Linked DNA regions of Ovis aries: region 2 is linked to region 1. Evidence: chromatin contacts called from public Hi-C data. All regions are on one chromosome and are shown on one strand. The core of a region is the stretch at or near the end of the contact, and the rest is flanking DNA. Distances in the headings are between cores, read along the strand shown.

Evidence for each region. Hi-C and Micro-C count contacts between places; a contact is called where the count stands out from the background.
Region 2: a Hi-C map of liver shows a contact between it and region 1, with 7 times the contacts expected there. The contact joins the enhancer-like site here to the promoter of ZBTB39 in region 1. A contact is called at or near these places in 4 of 16 Hi-C or Micro-C datasets (hypothalamus, liver, omental adipose tissue and 1 more).

What each region holds. Positions count from the first base shown.
Region 1 is chr3:162,604,529-162,609,800 of ARS-UI_Ramb_v3.0, forward strand. It overlaps ZBTB39 (zinc finger and BTB domain containing 39), which reads left to right and starts at 3,100. Exons shown (of 2, transcript XM_042247050.2): 1 at 3,100-3,614; 2 at 4,628-5,272. The coding sequence starts at 4,672.
Region 2 is chr3:162,854,366-162,859,048 of ARS-UI_Ramb_v3.0, forward strand. No RefSeq gene overlaps it. Among named protein-coding and RNA genes, the nearest start is that of PRIM1, 62 kb to the right of the region's middle. Within about 2 kb of position 2,001, at least 5 of the 54 cell types and tissues checked have an H3K27ac peak or open chromatin away from gene starts, as enhancers often do. A contact at or near this core is called in liver and tail adipose tissue, where this site is marked.

The DNA.
Region 1 (5,272 bases), core at 1,850-4,349:
ACGTCAAGGCTGTATATAGTCACCCTGCTTATTTAACTTCTATGCAGAGTACATCATGAGAAACACTGGGCTGGAAGAAGCACAAGCTGGAATCAAGATTGCAGGGAGAAATATCGATAACCTCAGATATGCAGATGACACCACCCTTATGGAAAAAGTGAAGAGGAACTAAAAGCCTCTTGATGAAAGTGAAAGAGGAGAGTGAAAAAGTAGGCTTAAAGCTCAATATTCAGAAAACGAAGATCATGGGATCTGGTCCCATCACTTCATGGGAAATAGATGGGAAACAGTGTCAGACTTTATTTTTTTGAGCTCCAAAATCACAGATGGTGATTGCAGCAATGAAATTAAAAGACGCTTACTCCTTGGAAGGAAAGTTATGGCCAACCTAGATGGCATATTCAAAAGCAGAGACATTACTTTGCCAACAAAGGTCTGTCTAGTCAAGGCTATGGTTTTGCCAGTGGCCATGAATGGATGTGAGAGTTGGACTGTGAAGAAAGCTGAGCGCCAAAGAATTGATGCTTTTGAACTGTGGTGTTGGGGAAGACTCTTGAGAGTCCCTTGGACTGCAAAGAGATCCAACCAGTCCATTCTAAAGGAGATTGGTCCTGGGTGTTCTTTGGAAGGAATGATGCTAAAGCTGAAACTCCAGTACTTTGACCACCTCATGCGAAGAGTTGACTCATTGGAAAAGTCTCTGATGCTGGGAGGGATTGGGGGCAGGAGGAGAAGGGGACGACAGAGGATGAGATGGCTGGATGGCATCACCGACTCGATGGACATGAGTTTGAGTAAACTCCAGGAGTTGGTGATGGACAGGGAGGCCTGGCGTGCTGCAATTCATGGGGTCGCGAAGAGTCGGACACGACTGAGCGACTGAACTGAACTGAGGGGCCCATCATCAAAATGCTTCTGCAGAGATTGATATCTCAGTTGTAATCAATGGGGATGATGGAAAAGAGATTGTTCTTTAAGGCTCTATGCAAATTCTTCACCGCATTGCGTCAACTCCCCTGAATTTACATCATCAAATTAGAAAGGACCTACCAGGAGGCTTTCATGATTCAGGATTTGCTTACAAGAACCTCTGCTCCTGGTTAGGAGTGAGTACAGATGAGGCTATATGATCAGGAATCTCTCAACTCTGGAAGATTTTGCTGAATGTACTGCTAGAGCAATACCTGTCCAACAAAAATCCTTCAACTCTCTAGCCAAAGTTGTTTTAGATTTTCTTTTAGCTGAACAAATAGGTATCTATGCTATGGCCACCACCACCTATCATATCTAAATTAACACTTCTGGGGAGGTTGAATTCAGCTACCTAAGATTACTGAATAAGCCACTTCAAAAGGTGATCCCTCTAAAGACCCCTCAAAAGGGTCTTTCTTTGACTGGTTTGATTTGGATTCCTTTGGGTCTTGGGGACCATGGCTCTGAAGTGCACTCCAGACATTGGGAATTGTCCAGCTTGTAATCATCATAGTAGTCCCTCTGGTGTCCTATATTCTCCTAAAAGCTTTAAATGTGTGTCCTCAGCTGCTAACCACCGAGCCAGTGATCCCTCTAAGACTGGAATGCCAAAAACGGAATCAAAAGTATGATTGACAGAAAAAACCTGTGAGCCTAAAGTCACGACCTGTGAATACCATAAAGATTCAGCCAAAAAACCTTCATGACCTGTGATCGTCACAGTAAAAGCTATGGGGAGAACTTCAGAGTGATAGCTGGCAATGGTGCTCATGCCTTAAGTTTTGAACACATCTCTCAGTGAAACTCAGGCAAAGTTTTTGTTTGATGACACATCTTGGGCAGGAACATCTGGGGAGATTTGGAGAGTAACTGCTGCACTAAAGGGTGGAAGCAGAGAAATGGAGCTCTAGAAAGAGTTGAGAAAGTAGCGGAGGAAAAATAATTTCTCCCTCTACCCTTCTAGGTTCTTGGCTGAGTAAATAATAAAAGACAGCGTAACAGGAAAAAAGAAACAGAAGTTTAACAATATGTATACTTCCTATATACACGGGAGATACCCAGGAAAACTAAGACTTTCTTGACATTATCTACCCTTCTCTTCCCGGTTCAGAGACAAATGGACATTTCCCTTGTAAACGGCTCTTACAAAAGGGTAACCTCTGCTCATTTTTCAGAGCTTCTCTGCTGCCTGCTGTTCCTTAAAAATAATCCTTATGCCAAAGAAGCATATGTTGGGGTGTCATGTTCTGCTCCCCTCCAGGAAGGACAGGCTGCCCGAAACAGGCCTGCACTGCCAAGGTGCAGTGGGATACTGTGAAATCCTTCATTTGGCGGCGCAGCTGGAAGGAGGGTCCACAATGAACTTTCAGAGGGTGGTCCACCGGGAGCTCAGCCCTCAAGTACTTGTTCTTCATTCAAACAGGCTTTGTTAAGCACCTTTCCTATGAACCAGAAGCCTGTGTGTTGGGGCGGGGGCGGGAGGGAGCAGCGGAGACACAGCCGTGTGCAGAACAGCCCCTGCCTTCAGGAAGCTCAGTGCCTAGCGGAGGAGACAAATAGTTAAAGTGGCAATCTTACAACTGTTTCTGAAACTACACCAGCAGACGTTCTGAGAGTAAACTTTTGGGACTGTGAGATGTAGAACAGGGGAGGCGATTTAAGCTTAGCCTTGGGATAGCGTTTTTCACTTCTCCAGGTACTAGGGCGAGGAGGGAGTGGTCCAGTACTTACAGGATGAGTGCTCCAAAAAAAGCCAGGCTTGGGTGGTGGTGGCGGTGAGGGCTGGAAACGTCCTGGCAAATGCCCGCGGGGGCCCGGTGGCGGCGGCCCCAGGGCCTCGCGGGGGTTAGAAGTGGGGCAGGGGTCCCCGGGTGGCGCAGTGGCTTCGGCCAGCCTGCTTCGCTCCCGGCCCCACCGTGTGGGGGCGCTGCCTCCTCCCTGGCGGCTGGGGGCGCTGCGGCCGAGCGGCGGGGGGCGCTGCCTCCTCCGGGACGGCGGGGGGCGCTGCGGGCCGGGCGGTGGGGGCGGCCCGGGCCGGCGCGGCGAGCGGCGCGGCGGATGGAGAGTCTGGCCGCGGCCGGCGGCGCCGCCTCCTCGTCGGGCCGGGCACGGCGGGCCGGGGCCTTTGTGTGAGGCGGCGGCGGCGATGGTGCTCGGGCCCCGCGGAGCCGGGTAAGCGCGGCCAGGCCGAGGGCTGCCCTGGCCGAGGCCCGACCCTCGTCCCGGCCTTTCTCTCGCTCTCGCTGGGCTCCCTCCCGCCCGCTGCCCTCGGCCGGATCCATCCTCCCCCGCCGCGCGCCGACCCCCGCCGGCTCCGCCGCCGATCCTTTCGACCCCCGGCCGGCCCCGCGCCCCGCCGCCACCCCCTCGCCCCCGCCCGAGGTCGTCTTGAGGAATTCCCGGCTCTTTGGGGGAAGGGACCGAGGTGCTCGATGCCCCCTAGATGGAGTGCCCCAGCCGGATCCAACGCCCTTCCTCCCGAATTCGACCCTCCAGAAGGGAGACCGTGGCGCCGCGCGGTTGTTGGGGTCCCTTCTCAGAAGTTCCGAATCCGTTCCCTCCCACTGCCGCTCGGGCTTCCCGGTGCCCCGACCTGCTGACCGTTGGTGTGTGGCCATCAGGGCCCCGGAGATCCTTCGCTGGTACCCAACAAAGCTCAGAGGCTTCCTGGGCCCCAGAAAAAGTTGGGAGTTAGTCCAGTGTCGTGAGGTGGAGCAAGGGGGCTGTGTTGTACAGGGCGAGTCGTGAGGCTGAAGGAGAGGGCAACGAGTTTGGCTTTTTTCTGGTCTGCAGGACTTAGAAAGGGGGGGAAATGGTACTGAGCAAGGCTTCAGGAGTTACCTGTGTAATTGGGTAGCTTCTTATCCCAAACCCTATCGCAAGGCATCAGGTAAATCTCTCAGTTCTGGTCAACATAAGCATAGCTCCTGAAAAGGGTGGGGAAAAAAAGACCTGAAGAGTGTTTAGGTAATTCTAAATACCGTAGTTGTGTTCTTTACTTCTCTGGCTTCACCCACAAGCTACAGAGACTGTGATAGAACACTATCTGAATGGCCCTGGGCTAAGACGTAGGTAGCTTAGATAGGGAAAGATGGGAACTCAAGAATAAACAAGTGATTTATTTTAGGGCCTGAAAGAACACAGCAGTAAGAGGAAAGGAAAGGGTAAAGCATCTTTTCCCTAGTAGCTAATGGAGCTTGATAATTGTGTTCACCTATGTGTATGGCATTTGGCCTAGTAAGGGAAGAGAATATACTCAGTGAGATAGGAAAGCTTGTATTCAGGAAGAAATTAGGAAATTAATATGAGAAAAGTTTAAACCAGTTGCTTGGGTAATGAAATATAAGAAGGTATCAAGAGAATACTTTGGCTTTAAAGCACTAGCTTCTGTCCAGTCAGGCCTCCAGCTTCTCTTAGAGAAGAATTTATCAGATTTTTTTCAATATTTTTAGATTTTTTTGTGATCACTCTCTTGGGGGATGTGCAGGGAGAAAGGTTACTGCCCCATCACTTCTGCTGTCATCGTCCCCTCCAGCAGAATGGAGCAAGTGTATGTCCATTCACGCTTGCTCTCTACCTGGGGCTATTGTCCCGCAGAGCTCTTCACCTACAAGGATGTGTTTGGCCATCCACCTTATCCTTTTGCTGTCCGCAGATTAACTGTGCTGATAAGGAGGCAACTTCACAGGAGCTGCTAAGATGGGCATGAGGATCAAACTGCAAAGCACCAACCACCCCAACAACCTGCTGAAAGAACTCAACAAGTGCCGGCTCTCAGAGACCATGTGCGATGTCACCATCGTGGTGGGGAGCCGTTCCTTCCCGGCCCACAAAGCCGTGCTGGCCTGCGCAGCTGGCTACTTCCAGAACCTCTTCCTCAACACTGGGCTTGATGCTGCCAGGACCTATGTGGTGGACTTCATCACCCCTGCCAACTTCGAGAAGATTTTAAGCTTTGTCTACACGTCGGAACTCTTCACGGACCTGATCAACGTCGGGGTCATCTACGAGGTAGCAGAGCGTCTGGGTATGGAGGATCTCCTCCGGGCCTGTCACTCCACCTTTCCTGACCTGGAGAGCACTGCCGTGGCCAAGCCCCTGACCAGCACCAGCGAGAACCACTCTGGTACCCCGAGTTGTAGCTCAGCAGAACCCCCCCATCCCCTTGGAGAACTCCGGGGGGGTGGGGAGCACTTTGGTCCTGATAGAAACTATGCGTTACCTAGTGATGCTGGAGGAAACTATAAAGAGGAGGAGAGAAATGTTACCAGTGACACTAACCAGAGCCTGCAGCCGCTGC
Region 2 (4,683 bases), core at 751-3,250, 250 kb after region 1:
ATTGCAGACAGATTCTTTGCCACTGAGCCACAGACTGCGGAAGCCCAGAGGGGAATATTTGTTAATGTTGTTCAGTTGCTAAGCACGTCTGACTCTGCTGCCCCATGAACTGCAGCATGCCAGGCTTCCTTGTTCTTCACTGTCACCTGGAGTTTGCTCAAATTCATGTCCCCTGGGTTGGTGATGCTATCTAACCATCTCATCCTCTGTCACTTCCTTCTCCTCCTACCTTCAATCTTTCCCAACACCAGGGTCTTTTCCAATGAGTCGGCTCTTTGCATCAGGTGGCCAAAGTATTGGAGCTTCAGCATCAGTCCTTTCGATGAATATTTCAGGGTTAATTTCCTTTGGGATTGACTGGTTTGGCCTCCTTGCAGTCCAAGGGACTCTCAAGAGTCTTCTCCAGCGGGAGAAGAAGAGTGTGGGATGGTTTGAGAGAATAGCACTGAAGCATAAGCACTGCATTGCCACATGTGGAACACATAACCAGTGTGAGTTTGCTGTGTGATGCAGGGCACACAAAGCCGGCACTCTGTGGCAACCTGGAGGGATAAGGCGCAGAGGTGGGAGGGAGGTGATGCACGTATCCCTATGACCGTTCATATTGATATATGGCAAAAACCATCACAGTGTTGTAAAGTAATTATCCTCCAGTTAAAATAAAAGACATAAATAAAAATGTTTTTAAAAGTCTCCTCCAGCACCGCAATTCAAAAGCATCAATTTTTGGTGCTCAGCCTTCTTTATGGTCCAACTCTCACATCCATACATGACTACTGGCAAAACCGTCACTTTGACTATAAGGACCTTTGTCAGCAAAGTGACGTCTCTGTTTTTTAATACTCTGTCTAGGTTTGTCATAGCTTTCCTTCCAAGAAGCAAGTGTCTTTCAATCTCATGGCTGCAGTTACCACCCACAGTGATTTTGGAATGCAAGGGAATAAAATCTTTCACTGCTTACACTTTTTCCCCTTCTATTTGCCATGAAATCATGGGACCAGATGCCATAATCTTAGTTTTTCGAATGTTGAGCTTTAAGCCAGCCTTTTCACTCTCATCTTTCACTCTAATCAAGAGGTCCTTTAGTTCTTTAGAAAGGAATATAGCCAATATTTTATAATAACTATAAATGGACTAAAACCTTTAAAAATTGTGAATTTAAAAAATTTTGCTATTCTGTAACTTATATCAACTATATTATACATCAACTATATCTCAATTAAAAAAATAAATTTATAAAAAATAAACTGTCTGCATTTTAAGGACAAAAGTAAGGTGGTCACCAGGCCTAGACTAGAACTATGAGGTAATGGCACCCCACTCCAGTACTCTTGCCTGGAAAATCCCATAGTCGGAGGAGCCTGGTGGGCTGCAGTCCACGCGGTCGCTAAGAGTTGGACACGACTGAAGCTGCTTAGCAGCAGCAAGGGTCATGGAGCACACACAGACACGTGAGCACACACACACAGCTTGAATCAGGAAAGACCCCTTTCCTCCTATAATGTCCCTCCAACACCCTCTACTGGCCTCTACTGGCAATGCATAATTTAAGAAACTGGTTGTTGAACAGTTTTCCAAAGTCACAGAGCAGTTTCTGAAGAATGAATTTGGAGTTCAGAGGCAATAAATTGGTAGCTGGCACAGACAGTGTATTGGTCCAATACCAGTTAGTGAATATTCATTCTTTTCTAAGTTATTTAAGACATTATCCTTACATTTTCATATATTCATGATTTTGTTCAGGGATTCTGTATCCTACAAAGCTATGTGCAAATCTCTGTATTAGTACCACACAATTGTTCTGTTTTTTTCTCTCCTGCTTCCCACTTTGGACAGTATTTTTCTAACAGTTTCAATGCCACCTTCTCCCTGTTGTGTGCCTTTATTACAGATTCCTGGATCACAGAATAAACTTTCCCACAGTCTCAGGTCTTTACTGGCCTATGTGGTCTTTTCTTCTATTTTCCCAGGAAGGACAGGCTTAGGAAACAAGGCCAAACTGGCAAGAACAAGACGGAGCCAGAACATGACATTCTGTACCCCACACTTCTAGCCAGCACTATCTATGACCTTTGGAGAAGTCTTTGTTTGTTTCCAGCTGCTCTGGGTCTTAGTTGCGGCTTGCAAGCTTCTCTACTTGCTGAGCACAGGTCCTAGAGCACTGGCTAACAGTTGTAACACACAGGTATAGTTGCCACAAGGCAGGTGGGATCTTAGTACATTGACCAGGGATCAAACCCAAGTCTCCTGCATTAGAAGGCAGGTTCTTAACCTCTGGACCACCAGGGAAGTCTCAGTGCCACATGGATTTATCACTATAGAAAAATGAGTTTTGACATTTGTTGAGGCAAATTTCCCCTCATTGTTGCTTTTCAATTATTTTTGTGATATTTCCAATCATTTTTTTTCCAGGTGTTCTTTATTATCAACTTGCCAAATCCAGTTGGTTTACATTAAATTCATTTGTTAACATGGATAGATTTACAATATCAGCCTTCCTAAGTACTTAAAAATAAAATTCCTTTTAAAAAAATTAGCCACTGTGGAAAACAGTATGGCTTTAAAAATTAAACAAAATTACCATATGATCCAGTAATTCCACTTCTAGGTATGTAGCCAAAAGAATTGAAATTTAGGGCTCAAACAGCTATTTGTACATTCATGTTCATAGCAACAAAGCAACCTAAATATTTACAGGTGGATGAAAGGATAAATAAATGTGATATATATAACAACTGAATATATTCAAGCTTTAAGAAGGGATGAAACTCTGATATATGCTATAACATGGATAAACCTTAAAGACACTGTGTTTAAGTGAAATAAGCCAGTCACAAAAGGACAAAAATCATGACTCCACTTACATGAGGTACCTAAAATATGCAAATTCATAGGGACAGAAAGTAGAAAAGTGGTTACCAGGGTCTGGAGGAAGGGGAAAGGGGAAGTTCATATTTAATGGGTACAGAGTTTCAGGTGGGAAAAATGAAAAAGTTCTGGTGACAGATGGCGGTAAGGGTTGCACAACAATATGAATGCAAAAGTTATCACCAACCTAGACAGCATACTAAAAAGCAGAGAATTACTTTGCCAACAAACGTCCATCTAGTCAAGGCTATGGTTTTCCAGTAGTCATGTATGGATGTGAGAGTCGGACTATAAACAAAGCTGAGTGCCGAAGAATTGATGCTTTTGAACTGAAGTGTTGGAGAAGACTCTTGAGAGTCCCTTGGACTGCAAGGAGATCCAACCAGTCCATCCTAAAGGAGATCAGTCCTTGGTGTTCATTGGAAGGACTAATGCTGAAGCTGAAACTCCAATACTTTGGCCACCTGATGCGAAGAGTTGACTCATTGGAAAAGACCCTGATGCTGGGAGGGATTGAGGGCAGGAGGAGAAGGGGATGACAGAGGATGAGATGGTTGGATGGCATCACTGACTCAATGGACATGGGTTTGGGTGGACTCCGGGAGTTGGTGATGGACAGGGAAGCCTGGCGTGCTGCAGTTCATGGGGTCGCAAAGAGTTGGACACAAGTGAGCAACTGAACTGAACTGAACTGAATGCTACTGAATTGTACATTTTCAAAGATTCAAATGGTAGACCTTATGCTATATATATTTTACTACAATAATAATAAAATGTGCACATTTTGTTTTATTAATTATAAAATGATACACATGCAATATGAAAATATAGAAAACATGAAAAAGTTATCCATAGTCCTATCAATTAGAGATGATATTTAAATTACTGATGTGTTTCCTTCTAGTTTTTAAATAATGTTTATACATACATGGTTGAGATTATGCTTACTATGCAGCTTTGTATCCTGCCTTTTTAACTGAACCACTTTCCTTATGAATTAAACTTCTTCAAAATATCATTATAAAGAATTCCAAAATGGCAGAGCGAAGGAGTAGTGGTCATGGAGTGCATCTCTCTCCACAGATGCATCAGGAATCTATCTACAGACACAACAGTTCTCACAGAACACTGGCTGAATACTAGCCAGGGTCCTTGACCACCGGAAAGGGCCATATGGATCCATGCATAACTGGGTAGGACAAAAGTTAGAAGGGAGTAGAAGAGCAAGCAGGATGGAACCTGAACACCAGGGTTGGGGAGCTGAAGCAGGGAATGGATTATTGCATTTGGGGAAATCAGCTGGGACAGAAGGGAAGCATTTGAAGCTATTGGAGGAGGGTGAAGCAGCTGATCTGTGACAGTCTGGATAGAGTAAGAACCACACAGACAGTCTGTACCCCACAAATTGTACATACCCTGGGCTGGAATACATGTATACTGGTGTGCAGAGAGGCGAAGCTAGAGCGTGGGGATTGGAGAGCAAGCCTAGGGCAAGGACTGCTGTTGGCTGCAGGGAGATGACCCAAGGAAACAGGATGGAGGAAATCTGCAACAAGAAATGCCTTTGGAGGAAAACCGAACTGTCATAAAAGCGGGGCACTACTACTGAGTCATGTGCAAAGGTGGAAGCCCAAGAAGGATCAGCCAGGGCTGTCTCTTGTGTGCCTGCTGCTAGGGGCTAAAAAAGGCTCCTTATAGAGCCACATCTCTTGCATGGTCACCAGCTTCCCTGCACACCTGGCACCACTGGGCCCCCCACGATTCAAGCAGCCGTGCCACCTCCGTGCCTTGTCTTCATTGGGGCAGACCCAAGTC